Linked DNA regions of Zea mays: region 1 is linked to region 2. A link is a contact called in public Hi-C data. All regions are on one chromosome and are shown on one strand. Each heading gives the region's core, a stretch centred on a gene start, on an enhancer-like site or on the middle of the called end of the contact. The rest is flanking DNA. Distances are from core to core; before and after follow the strand shown.

Evidence for each region. A called contact is a pair of places that touch in the nucleus more often than the background predicts.
Region 1: a Hi-C map of leaf shows a contact between it and region 2, with 10 times the contacts expected there. The contact joins the promoter of LOC100194077 here to the promoter of LOC100283135 in region 2. A contact is called at or near these places in 4 of 25 Hi-C or Micro-C datasets (ear, leaf and tassel).

Annotation. Positions count from the first base shown.
Region 1 is chr5:175,976,597-175,979,939 of Zm-B73-REFERENCE-NAM-5.0, forward strand. It overlaps LOC100194077, which reads left to right and starts at 1,651. Exons shown (of 18, transcript NM_001359384.1): 1 at 1,651-1,860; 2 at 1,964-3,343. The coding sequence starts at 2,067.
Region 2 is chr5:175,803,514-175,806,854 of Zm-B73-REFERENCE-NAM-5.0, forward strand. It overlaps LOC100283135, which reads right to left and starts at 1,607. Exons shown (of 12, transcript NM_001156037.2): 1 at 1,390-1,607; 2 at 1,151-1,279; 3 at 519-639; 4 at 46-146. The coding sequence starts at 1,548.

The DNA.
Region 1 (3,343 bases), core at 401-2,900, 170 kb after region 2:
ATACCTATATTTATACTGCACATTATAAATAATACAGTCTAGGTAAAACAGGACTATAAAGCCTGGGACGTGACGCCTTCCAGTAGCACCACAGTATACAGTAGGCTACTAGTAGGAGCATTGTACAGGCCTCGTTCTAGACCTCGAACTTTCAAAGGGTTTGGTTTGGCGTGGACGTTGGTGAACCGCTGATCAAGTCAAGAACGAGCGAGGATAAACTGCCACCAACCGCCTCTCTCTACACCCTGGTCTACGACACTTGCAACTACCGCACGGCGGTGTATCCGTTCACCTTTTCCAATTTCTTTTACACACACCTACCCTTTTCACTCAAAATATAAATTCCCACTAGACATCGGTCTACGAAACGCTAAACCGTCGATTACCTTCGTTTAATCATTACCACTATAATGCTTATATTTGATACACGTAAAAATAAATTCACTATTTAAATAAACAATGTTTTACATATGAAAATGATAAAACAAATATTACACTCTATCTTAGCCAAAAATACAGACTATTCATTTTGAATTAAAGACAACTGTTTTGGACTACTGCAGCCACAATCTATAAAGACAAAACACTGTAGAAACAGTAAAATCGCTACAAATTAAAGCTAAACGAACAGTTTGGAGAACCGTATGGGTTGAAAAGAAGTCTGACCTCTCTTTTTTATAGCGTACTCGGTTCGCTCGTCCTTCTTCAACTAACGCGGTGGTAATATATGTGAGTGTTGCATTACATGTGGTCCTGTCGTGCTGCGCTTGGATGAGTTCTCACGATTCAACCGTACGCGAGAAGCGCGTGACAGGAACAGACCCACATGCTTCACATGTGACACGTAACGCACGAAACTTATATTTTAAAGGAGTATATATTATTTTGTTTAAACGGTTTATTTATGGACGAGTCACTTAAATAGGTTTTAGTAAAGGGACAACTAAAAAAATCACATAATATAAAATGGAGTATTTAGAATCGTTCACATCATAAATATAATTAACAAACATTATATGTGAAAGTCATATAGAGACAAACACTTTAGAAAAAAATTCATATATTTTTATTTAACTTCTTGATTTTGTCATTTAATTTCTTAAAGACATCTATTTTAGACGATGTATTAAGGTTTTGATTATTTCCTTTTAAGATTATATAATCTAGCTTACGAATTATATAATCACCTAATGATCTGTTTATAGATTACTATAATCTAGATATTTAGATTATATAATCAACATAATAATCTTTGTTGTTTATTTATCTTTTATTTTATTTACACTGAATTATATAATCTACTAGAGGGTAGATTTGTATATACCTAAACAACCGCACCCTTTAAATTCGATTCTAGTCCTATACTGCCTGTCTCCGTTCTGTTGCGCTCTGAAATCCACATATACCCACAGATTCGTTTTTTCCTCGAACAAACAGATACGCTCGGGTTTCAACAGCGTCGTCTGCCAGCGCGATCTCACCATCTTCCTCCTCCCATTGCGCGTCACCAACTCGAGAACGGAACAAGACGAAACCTTTTCTGTTCCCCGCTTCCTCCTCCACCTCCTTCCTTTTCCTGTTTATTTATTTTTTTTCCTTTCCATCTCCTAAATACTAGTAATATACTTCGCCTCCTCCTCTCTCTCTCTCTCTCTCTCTCTCTCTGTCCTACCCTTCCCCTATCCGCCTCCGCCGCCCTCGTTCCTCAACGCGGCGACGACCGCCGCCTACCGCACGTCCTAGCCCGGCGCCGCCCCTGACTCCCGCGTCCCGCCCGTCGCCGGAGGGAAACGGGGGCCGGTGGCGCGGGACCCGACGACTGCAACGCAGCAGGCATTCGCCGCCACGCGGGTCACCGAGGTTCGCGCCTGTCTCTTACTTTCCTGTTGCTAAGGGTTGGGCGGTACCTTTGCTTACGGAATCCTGATTGAGTTTTCTGCCCGTGTTCTACGATTAATTCTAGGGTTTTGTAAGCCCGGCTTCGGCGGCGTGATCGGGTGCGGAGGCTGCGGTGAGGGCATTGGATGTTCTAGACCCGTACGGGACCCTGCTGACCTCCTGTCGCAATGGAGGAGTCTGGCGCGGCCGTGCGCGGCGAGGAGGATCGTGTTGCTGACGCCCAGCGCTTGGGGCCAGCGGAGGTCGCTCTGTCTACTGCCACCGCCCCTGAACCGGTCCATGGATTGGGGGATGCCGCAGTAGAGGTATGTCATGCTCCGGAAGCTAGATTGTCCACAGAGATTGGTGACGAAGGGAGCAATTTCGCGTTTGGATTGGTGACTCCTGTCGATTGTGCTTCTTCCTCCCATCGAGGAAGAAGGTTTCAGCTAGGACAGGAGAAGGGTTCGAGTTCAGAGCAGAGGGTCATGGACATGGATGAACGGAAGGAAGGTAGTTTGGCTCCTGCGGCGTCTGCTGAAAATGCTGCTTTGCAGACCTGTCATGAGGTCAATGACAGGCTGTCGAATAAGACGATACCTTATCCTCCTTGCAGTGAAGTGGTATGTTCCAAGGATGCTGGATGCCTTTATGGCATGTTTGATAAAACGGCAGAAGGGAGCCAGTTTGAGCATGTGGGTTTGACGGGTGACGGAGGTGATTGTCGTGCCGTGGTGGAGGTAGTAAAGGAAACCGTACAAGATTTACTGGCTGCTCGTAACGGAGCAAAATGTGGTTATGAAGGTTTGTCAGTTTCAATGGACCATGGCAGCGAGCAAGAGCCACGTGGCATAGGATCTATCACGTTTGCTAACGATGAGCTGCAGCCAAATGGTTTGGTATCGGATATTGAAGCTGTTTCGAGGCCAGCTCATATAGATTCAGTTCCTTCCATTCCAGGGAGCATTGATCTTTCTTTAGATCTAAAGGCAGGTCAGTTTGGTGGAATGTCTGGTGATTCAGGGACGTGCCATGGGGCTGACAGAGCGATGCGGAATGATGATTTTACCCATGACAGTGGGGACTTGTCAGACCCAGGGAAGCATCATTTGGAGAAATTGCCATCTGGTGCTGAGGGCCTGGCATTAATAACTGATGCTGTTGGCGGATCTGACCATTTGGACCAAGGGCTCAATGCCTGTTATGCTGCTGCTAATAGCTCTGCTAATTTTATAAGTAATGCTAATGATGGAGAATTACGAAACGAAAAGCTGACAGCATTGCACGTATTCATACGTAGGAATCCAAAAAGAGCTGTTTCTTCAAGAAGTCTTAATTCCGAGAAGCAAGATCAAATAGGCAAAGGGAACAGTGGCTCACGCAAACCTAAAAAAGTTGATATTGTGAGCTCATTACACCAAAGCACCGTGAATATGTTCCCAAACAAAATCACTAAGGGAAGAAG
Region 2 (3,341 bases), core at 357-2,856:
ATAAAGTGACCAAGTCAGATACTTAATCAGAGAAAGGACAGTGACCTCAATCGCCGTAGCACTTGCTAACTGGAACAAATCTGCATAAGTGATACCTGGGTATTTGTCCTTGATAGGCTGGATAAGCTTCAATGCATTAATCAGGCCTGTGAAAATCAAGTCAAAATCTACAAGTTACTACTGACCTAGAAAGTGTAAGAAATTCAGACTGTAAAAAAAATGACCTGAGGGCTAAGATAACCCCTGTGTATTGTATTAAGAAAAAATCTTCTCAATAAAACCCTTAGAGGCTTAGACTGTCACCCATACGTAGCGGTAAAACCGTAACCCATGAGAGATCGACCACGACCAAAACTAGGTTTGAGACATATGTCCATACACAATGGTACTGTAGCCCACGTGAGAACGAACACAACCGAAACTAGACCTTAGACCTATGTTTTGGTGTCGGATAGACAAGAGGATTTTTTTTAAGCCACTGTGAAATTCGCAACCACTAGCAAGAAAGTAGGAAATACCCGCATTGGCTCCATGACTCAGCTCAGCATCGAACCTTAAACTTCCATTAGCTCCACCTCGCTGTGGCCAGTCCTTAATATTCTTGTCATAGGTACCAGAATCATGCCACCCCAGACGGACCTGAACAGAGTGAAAAGCATTAACTTATTGACAAAACACAAAATGACTACAGGGACATAGTTGGTACATAACCAGGCTCGTGCCATTCAGGCTGGCTAGAAACCGAAGTTTTTGACATATGAGCAGATGCAGTTAAACAGTCTCAAAATAAATTATTTTACATCCACTAATGCAGCTCACGCTTCAAGTATACAGGCAACCAAACAAAGACTTAAATAAAGTCAATGCATACAGTGATGCAGGATGAGATAGTGCGACTAACCAGTCAAATGGATAGTGACTAAATAACCCAGTGCAATGGTACACGGAACTAATTTCCACTGCTCAGCCCAGTAAAATGCAAGGGAAACAAGCACAATGTCATATAGACATAACATATAGTATCACTGAAACACTGATTTTGATAGCAAGTCACTATGTAGAACAAAGGTAGACAAATCCTTCTACGGCTTCCTCCAACGGGTAGCTCCTCGAGACTCGAAAGGGAGGAGGACGGTATGTTGTTGTGTACCATGATGGGGTGGCAGTATGTGCTCTTAAGGAGCTCCTTGATGTCCTCCCGCGCGGCCTTGAGCTGCACCGCGTCCGACGCTGCCATGCACCGCACCACCCGCAGGCCACACCCGCGCCCGGCCGCCTTCTGCGCGCACGCAACCCCACCACCACTACGAGGTCAGTCAGAGCAGCTCGATTCGATCTTATGTAAGCGACAACCTCATATCGACCGGCGCGAGCAAATTAAAAGGGAACCTGCGAGAAGAGGGGCGGGCGGGAGCGTAGGCGCAGCCCCGCGCGGGCGGAGCATGGGGAGGGGAAAGAGGCGGCGGCTGCGGCTGCGACCGTTGCGCGGCGGGCGGACGGGGACGGCGAGGCGGCAGGGAGGAGGGAGGCGGCGAGGCGCTCCGCCATGGCACCGCGCGCGAGAGCTTTGGGAATTTGGAGGGAAGCGAGGCAGGATTGCTGCGCGCCTTCGCCTCGCCATCGAGGGGCTTCTCGGCGTCGGCTAGTCGAGGACTGGGTGAGGCCGTGCGCGTGTGGCGCGGCGAGACTGGAGTCTAATCTTGCGCGACCAATGGCCGGAAGACGCGTGTGCTGGTGGACCGCGACGGAAGACGACGGTCTCTGGGTCTCTGACTCTCTGCTGTGGCGCTGTCCTCGAAGAGTGAGCCGTTTCGCGGATGTGTACACTGTACAGTGACTATATACCGGCTTTCTCGCCTTTCTAGTAGAGATGATAACGGGTAAAAACTAACTCGGGTATCACTTACCAAATTCAAGTTTATAAAGAAAAAATACGCCTGTTAAAAAATATATAATTATGACACATATAAAATTTTGTCCAAACCTATATCTATGCGGCTTTCGAGTAATCAACGGGTTTTCCATACCCACTAATAGTAATATAAAAAATAATTCACCATATAAATAACAGTCAATATATTAATAAGCTATGATAAAAGAAAAAGGTTATAAATAATTTTATCTTAAACTTTGTTATATAGAGTTTATTTTAATTGGAACATATTCAATTAATAATATTCTGAGACATATTTATAAGATATGTTGATTTTAGGGCGGGTTTTTAAAACCCATGGATTTACGGGTATGGATAGTGAAAGAACAAACACATGCCCACATATCCATTGGTTTTCCATTTGAACCCAATAACAAACTCATGGGTAGAGAAATTGGCTCAAAATTAATAGAGAAAAAAACCACCATGTTTTAAGTATCCAATGCCATCTCTACATTCGAGTAGTCAGTAAATTTTAAATCTAAATATATAAAAAATATTAATGTGTATGATTTTAAAAAAACATTAGTAGATAAAGCATATTATATTTTTATAGTAAATCTATCTAAAGATATAAATATTAAAATTATTTTCCTAAAATTCTAGTTATTAGAATCATCATGAAAGTACTTCGACTATAACTTTCATTATTTCAATGATATATTTTTTGCAACAGATGTAAGTCAAATTGTCAAATTAGAGATTGTGTTATTATCCTAAATGACTTGCATTTGGAACCGGAGAGAGGCTTGCATACAACAATCTTTATTGTGTGTGTGGCTTGACTACATACAAAACTCAATTCTCTCCTCTAAAACAGCTCACTACCAAGATGGCCTGGGTAAGAATTCCAAGGTTAAGCTATCTACACTAATACAACTTTAAATTTCTACTCTAAAAGAATTATTGTATTCTAGTTAACAACTTTTTTACTTTATACCAAAATCATCTCCAATCATATTTACTCCATATCTTAATCCTATATTAACAACTGTATACTTTATCATTTCTTTCCTACTCCAAAAGAAGTAAAAGCGTGCTGAGTTGTTGTCTAAGTAGTATATAGGGTTACCGCCGTACAAAACTCTACTAGTAACGTTCCAAACCGGCTACTACAGTATAGCGTGTGGCATACCGCATGTGGCAGCAACAGACTGTTAAGGTAGCCTATGTCTGATAGTGCATGACATCCGGTCCACCGATGTGGACAAACCTAAGAAGCTCAATGGTAGTATCAATTATATTAGGTTTTTTAAGTTGGTGTCCTCGATTTTGTTGGTGTGCTTAGTTTTACCCTTAGTCGTGCTTTTTTCTCAGTTTTGCCCTTATGTTATATAGCACTAGAAGGGTAAAGTTGAGAAAAAAATCCGACTAAGGTAAAACTGAGCACACGAGCAAAACTGAGGAC